Linked DNA regions of Sus scrofa: region 1 is linked to region 2. A link is a contact called in public HiChIP or PLAC-seq data. All regions are on one chromosome and are shown on one strand. Each heading gives the region's core, a stretch centred on a gene start, on an enhancer-like site or on the middle of the called end of the contact. The rest is flanking DNA. Distances are from core to core; before and after follow the strand shown. Region 1 holds the start of SLC25A4 (ADP/ATP translocase 1). Region 2 holds the start of ACSL1 (acyl-CoA synthetase long-chain family member 1).

What was found. HiChIP or PLAC-seq counts read pairs in DNA pulled down with a chosen protein or histone mark.
Region 1: an H3K27ac HiChIP or PLAC-seq map of skeletal muscle shows a contact between it and region 2. The contact joins the promoter of SLC25A4 here to the promoter of ACSL1 in region 2. A contact is called at or near these places in 7 of 47 Hi-C or Micro-C datasets (fetal heart ventricle, heart right ventricle, liver and 2 more) and 1 of 2 datasets of contacts at active chromatin or transcription factors (skeletal muscle).

The regions. Positions count from the first base shown.
Region 1 is chr15:46,192,159-46,194,858 of Sscrofa11.1, forward strand. It overlaps SLC25A4 (ADP/ATP translocase 1), which reads left to right and starts at 1,340. Exons shown (of 4, transcript XM_003133345.4): 1 at 1,340-1,802. The coding sequence starts at 1,692.
Region 2 is chr15:45,931,769-45,934,468 of Sscrofa11.1, forward strand. It overlaps ACSL1 (acyl-CoA synthetase long-chain family member 1), which reads right to left and starts at 1,344. Exons shown (of 21, transcript NM_001167629.2): 1 at 1,301-1,344.

The DNA.
Region 1 (2,700 bases), core at 90-2,589, 260 kb after region 2:
AGGTACTCAGTAAGTACAGAAGTGTTTGTTGAGTGAATGCATAAATGGCTTTTGTGTTTATGCTGAATTCTTGACCTTCTGCCTGCTCTGACCTTGGTAAATTTGCACTTCGATAAGCTTTCATACAGTTCACTGGATTTCTGAACTCTAGCCTGCTCCAATCTCGGATAAACGCATACCCTCTGTGGTCCTGGCACCCAACAAGTGACCTCTGTTCTACTGGAGCCTCTAGACCCAGGGTGACACAGAGGGGCAGCTCGCTCAATACCAACACTATGTCTGTCTGCACTCAGCAGTAAGCTTGTGAAAAAATGAATAAACTTTGTCCAGTGTACAAAGGAACACTGATAAACTTAGCAAGAGAACTGAGAAGTGTAAAGAGTTTAGATCATTCTAGGGAAAGGAACAGATGCATTTGAAAACCTGTATGATTATATTACCTGTCTAAAAAAAATGAGTTAAGGAAAAATCAAAGCTCATAGTAATATGGTTGAAAAAACAAATTGCCATCAATTCCTAGGACTAGATAGTATATATCTCCCCAACCCAAGGTCTCTATTAAAAAGAGACAAGTACAGCTAAGGCTTCGACTTTCTCTTACTTAACATCCTGGTCACCCAGCTATTCCAATGGAAAGGGAACTGCACTGACCCTCTAGAAGCCGCCAGCTGCCTGAGAACATTCTGCCCAGAACATGTGCTGAGATTCCATTGAGAGCAGAGCGGAACATTAAGCCCTTAAGGGATTTACAAAAAGGAAAAAAAAAAAAAAAAAAAGGAAGGAAGAAAGAAAGAAAGAAAAAGTGTTCTATAAATTCCTGTTCTCAGTGTTATCAGGGGCTGTGTGTCACGGGGTGACAGCCTGACCTGAGAGTAAAGCAACATACAACTTGCTAAAACAGGTATTCACCTAGCGGCCCCTTGTATTTGGGCTGTCCTGGTGCCACTGGGTGCTGGGCACAGAAACATTTGATAGCAGAATGAATGACTGAAAGATTGAATGAAGAGAAGAGGGATTCAGCAGTTCGCCAGATTATATGAAGCAATCACGGCATCAAGTAAATTTAGTGTATTTATTCTGGCGGATCTTAATTTATCTGTGAGAGCGCACAACTCGGAAGAGGACCACATCCAGGCAGGGAGTTCTGGTGAAGGACACCGTTGCAAGGAAGAAGAAAAAATAACGTGAAATGCCTTGGCCAGTAGCGGGTCGCGTGCAGGCCGGAGGTTAAGGCGAGCCCGGCTGGAGGCCGCGGGTCCCGTGTCCGTGCCCAGGTCCGGCCCGGCCTAAGCCTCCTTGTGCTATAAATACAGCTGCCCACATGCTGCAGAGACACGGTGTTCCCTCTCGTCGCGGGACAGATAACATGAATTTGCCCTTTAAACGTCCCAGGTGGAGGCACAGCCCCCGGCCCACCCCTGCCTCCCGGAAGCGCCTTCGCCCCCGTTGCCCTCTGGAGAGGTGGGGGCGCCGGGGGGTCCGAGCACCTGCCCAGCCAATGCGCGGGGCGCGCACGGCCCCGGGGCCCTCCTCCTCTCGCGAGAGGCTGGGCGGGGCATATAAGGCGGGTTGCAGGGCGAGACAAGCGGCCCCTTCGCGTTGCGCAGGGACTGAGCAGGGGTGGCCGTGTCAGGCCGGGCAGAGAAAGCGAGAGCGCGGCTCCCGGAGGCGGTGTGCGCCCGGCTGTCACCATGAGTGATCAGGCTTGGAGCTTTCTGAAGGACTTCTTGGCTGGCGGCGTCGCCGCTGCCATCTCCAAGACCGCGGTCGCCCCCATCGAGAGGGTCAAACTGCTGCTGCAGGTGAGGACAGCGCGGGTGCGGCGAGGGGAGCGCGGGGCCGGACGCGCGGGGCCCAGGAGAGCCGTGGGGCGAGAGGGAGCAGGGCGCTGGGCTGCCGAAGAGCCGCGCTAGGCCCGGGCCCAGCGCACGGCCTGCGCGAAGGGGAAGGTGCCCTCTGCGCAGAGACGGGTCCAGCGTCAGTAGCGGATTCTTGGTGTCGGGTGGCGCCCCGCGCGCGGGTGTCTATATATGGAAACCCACCCCAAGTAGGTTGCAGCCAGCCAGATCCTGCTCCGGGGACAGCGCGGGCATAACTCTTAGGCCTCTTGGGTCAGACTCCTTTCTTGTCAATGTCCCTTGCACCCTCTTACCTGCATCCACCTTTTACAATAAAGACATTAAAATAATTATTACTCAAGGTTATCACGGTGTCCCGATCGCTGTACTCTAGACTGACATAACCTATTACGTTATTCATCTTTGTATGACCTCTGCAAGACAGGTGTTATTTCCCCCATTTTACACATGAAGAAACAGGTTTTGAGAGACTAAGAAAGAGTTTTCATCAACTTGGATCGACTTATCCTTTTCCCACATCTTTTCCTCTCCAGCCTGGTGTCTAAATGGCTTGTGCTCATCATCTCTTTTTTTTTTTTTCCTCCTCCACTTGCCCAAAAGGCAAGGGACCCTCAATGAGGAATTAGGCCTCCTCAGTTGGGAAGTCAGAATGATCACTAACAAGAAAACCCCCACAAATTGCCCAGCGAAACAACTCCTCAGTAATTAATTACTTGGATAATCTCCTTGAAAATTTCAGGCTGTAATACCTAGCAGATTCTTTCTACTTATGTTGGAGATCCTTCTACTCAGAGATCTTGGTTTCTAGGGAGACTAGAGACAGACTGAAGAATGGCCATCT
Region 2 (2,700 bases), core at 94-2,593:
TAAATCAACCTGACCTGCCACCTCCACCTGAAAATGCTCAATCAGCCAGAAGGCTTTGATTGGCTTTTTGTTTAAGTGTTTAAGTAAATAACTGTTTACAGTGAGATAATCATAGATGAAATTTGTGTCAGAAACTGGAATTTAAGCAGTTTCTCTTGGTCTAAAGGAAGGGGAGTTCTCTTATAGTGCTTCGGGTTAAGGATCTGGGGTTGTCCCTGCAGCTGCTCCGGTCGTTGCTGTGGCACGGGTTCCATCCCTGGCCCAGGAGTTTCCACATGCCCCAGGTGGGGCCAAAAAATAAAACAAATAAAATAAAAAATAAATTTAGAAAATAAAAGGAAGCATATTAACAGTTGGGGCACTTATTCCTGCACTAACAAGAAGCTTAGAAGTCTGAACTTTAAAAGGCAAGGGCACTTTTATAATGGTCTTAATTAAGCTCCATAACCTTGGAAGTAGGTTGGGTGAGGAAGGGGTGTGCTATTCTAACGTACACACTGATTGGCGAGAGCATCCGTCTCTAGGTTCTCGTCCACGTGTTCGTTCAAGCCACCTACCAGCACTCTCCGTCTAGGCTGCAAGGTGATAGATAGCATCATTTTTGCTTCCTATTTTCAAAAAATGCCAGACTCCTCAAATGACTCACTCCATCACAGCTCTGCGCAGCGGCACGGGCACTACTGTGGAGGCACCGCGAGAATTTCCACATGTGGCAACCCGCTTCCGATGCTGCCTTTGACCCTCCCGCAAGCGCCGCGCGCAGGAGCCACCATCGCGCGGAGGCTGGGTCACAGCCTGCACCGATGCGTCCACGCGCGATCGGAGCGCGCCTCAAACCCCGCCCAGGGGCAGGAGGGAGGTCGGACCGAGAGAGCACCGTCACCGCGCCGCGGGATCATCCCTCGCATCTGCAGCCCCGGGTCCCGCTTCTCGCCAGGCCGGTCCTCGCCGTCATAAAAATAAGGATCCAGTCCCGCGGCCCGCGTCACCCACACGCCGCGGTGCACCAGCCCGGCGCCGTCCGCAGGGAGCCGAGGGCCGATATCCCCGGCTCCGGCACAGGAAGCGGCGGCGGCTCGGGCGGCCCGGAGGCCTCAGTTGCAGCGGGAACCCAGGGGGCCGCAGGGCAGAGGCCGGAAAAGCGGCACGTCCCGGCTAGCCGAGGGCCGGCTCGCGCGCCTCTGCTGAGGCCGCCGCCTCCCAGGCTCCTGCCGGCGGAGCAGCATCAGCCTCGCGGCTCCGCTAAGACCTCGGGGCCACAGCGTGCACGGACACGGTTCCTCGCGGCAGGAGCACTCACCTCCTCCGCAGGCCAGGCGGTTCGCCGCCGGCTGTCACCGCAGCCCACTGCCTGCCCTGCACTGGCTCCGAATGCTATTTAAGGGCGCCGCCGTCGCCGCCGTGAGCTGGCTGTGCCCCAGCCCCTACCGCTGTGGAGACAGGCTGCTGCCGGTGCGCGTGCCGCGCCCGCCCTGCCCGGTTCTCAGGCCCCGCCCCATCACAGAACACGCCCCCACATCAGGTCCCGCCCACCCGCCGCGCGCCGGCCTTCCCGTCAGGTCGCGCGCGTGCCGGCCGGGCAGCAGGTGGGGGAGTTCCGGGAAGCGTTGGGGAAACGCCTCTGAAGTAGCCCTAACTGTCCCGGGATTTCATAACGAATCCGAGGGGGGCAAAGAGCAAATTGTGGCGGTTCAGCCCAGAAGTCTGCGGTGCAGTTGGAGGCCGGGAGACGCCCTTTCGTGTCTTCCTTCCGCAACCGCGTGCCCCGCTGATTTGGCGGGCGGGGGCTTTCTTTTCCTATTTTATTTGGCAACGATGTGCAGGACTCCTTTTAACCCGGTTTCACCACTGCTCCCACGTGGGGTTTTGCCACAGACCTGGCTGGGAAGGCCCCAGTCTGTACTTCTGCAGCTGCCTGGACATGAAGCAACCGAAGAGATCACCCCGGGTATAGCTGGGGCCGCGCACTGGTTCCACGTCACTAATGGCAGTGTTCACCTGCCAAGTTCTTGGGGCCTGTCTGCTGCTCAGCCCTGGCGGTGCGGTTTTGAGGGCTACTGTCTGCATCCATGCGATGCCCATTAGGGGCCTTTCAGAGGCCAGCTTTTTTCAGGCTCCTAGCCCAAATGTTATTGTTCCTCTTAGCCCCCTGAGGTCTGCTGGTACCTTAACCTCTAATAACCGAGGTCCTGGTTACAGTGGTACTTGTGTCCAGCACTGCATGGCCGGCTCTTATCTGGAACTGCTTTGAGTTTGAGGCATGAGAAGAATTATTTTTATAATGCCTCTAATAATGACAGCCTTTACTGAAACATTTCACAATTATCCTATTGAATCTTCATCATAACCTTATGAGATGGGTGCTGTCATTAGTCCCTTTTTACAGATGAGGACACAGAGGTACGGGGAGGTCGAAAGCTAGTGAGGGCAGAAGTACACTGGGCCTCAGGCAATCTGCCTCCAGAGCAGTCCGTAATAGGCGAATGTACTTGTACTGACTTTGGTGTGAGCTTGTGCTCACTCAGGCCTCATACTCAACCTTAACTATGTGACAATACTCAGGCTGACTGTATGACAGTAGCCTAAGGACTGTCACTGGGCTTCTCTCACAGTCCCAGAACATCTGAACAGTGGCCACAGTAATTGTTTCCTCCCACAGCGTTTTCAGCGCTGTGCTACAGTGATGGTGGGGGCACTCCG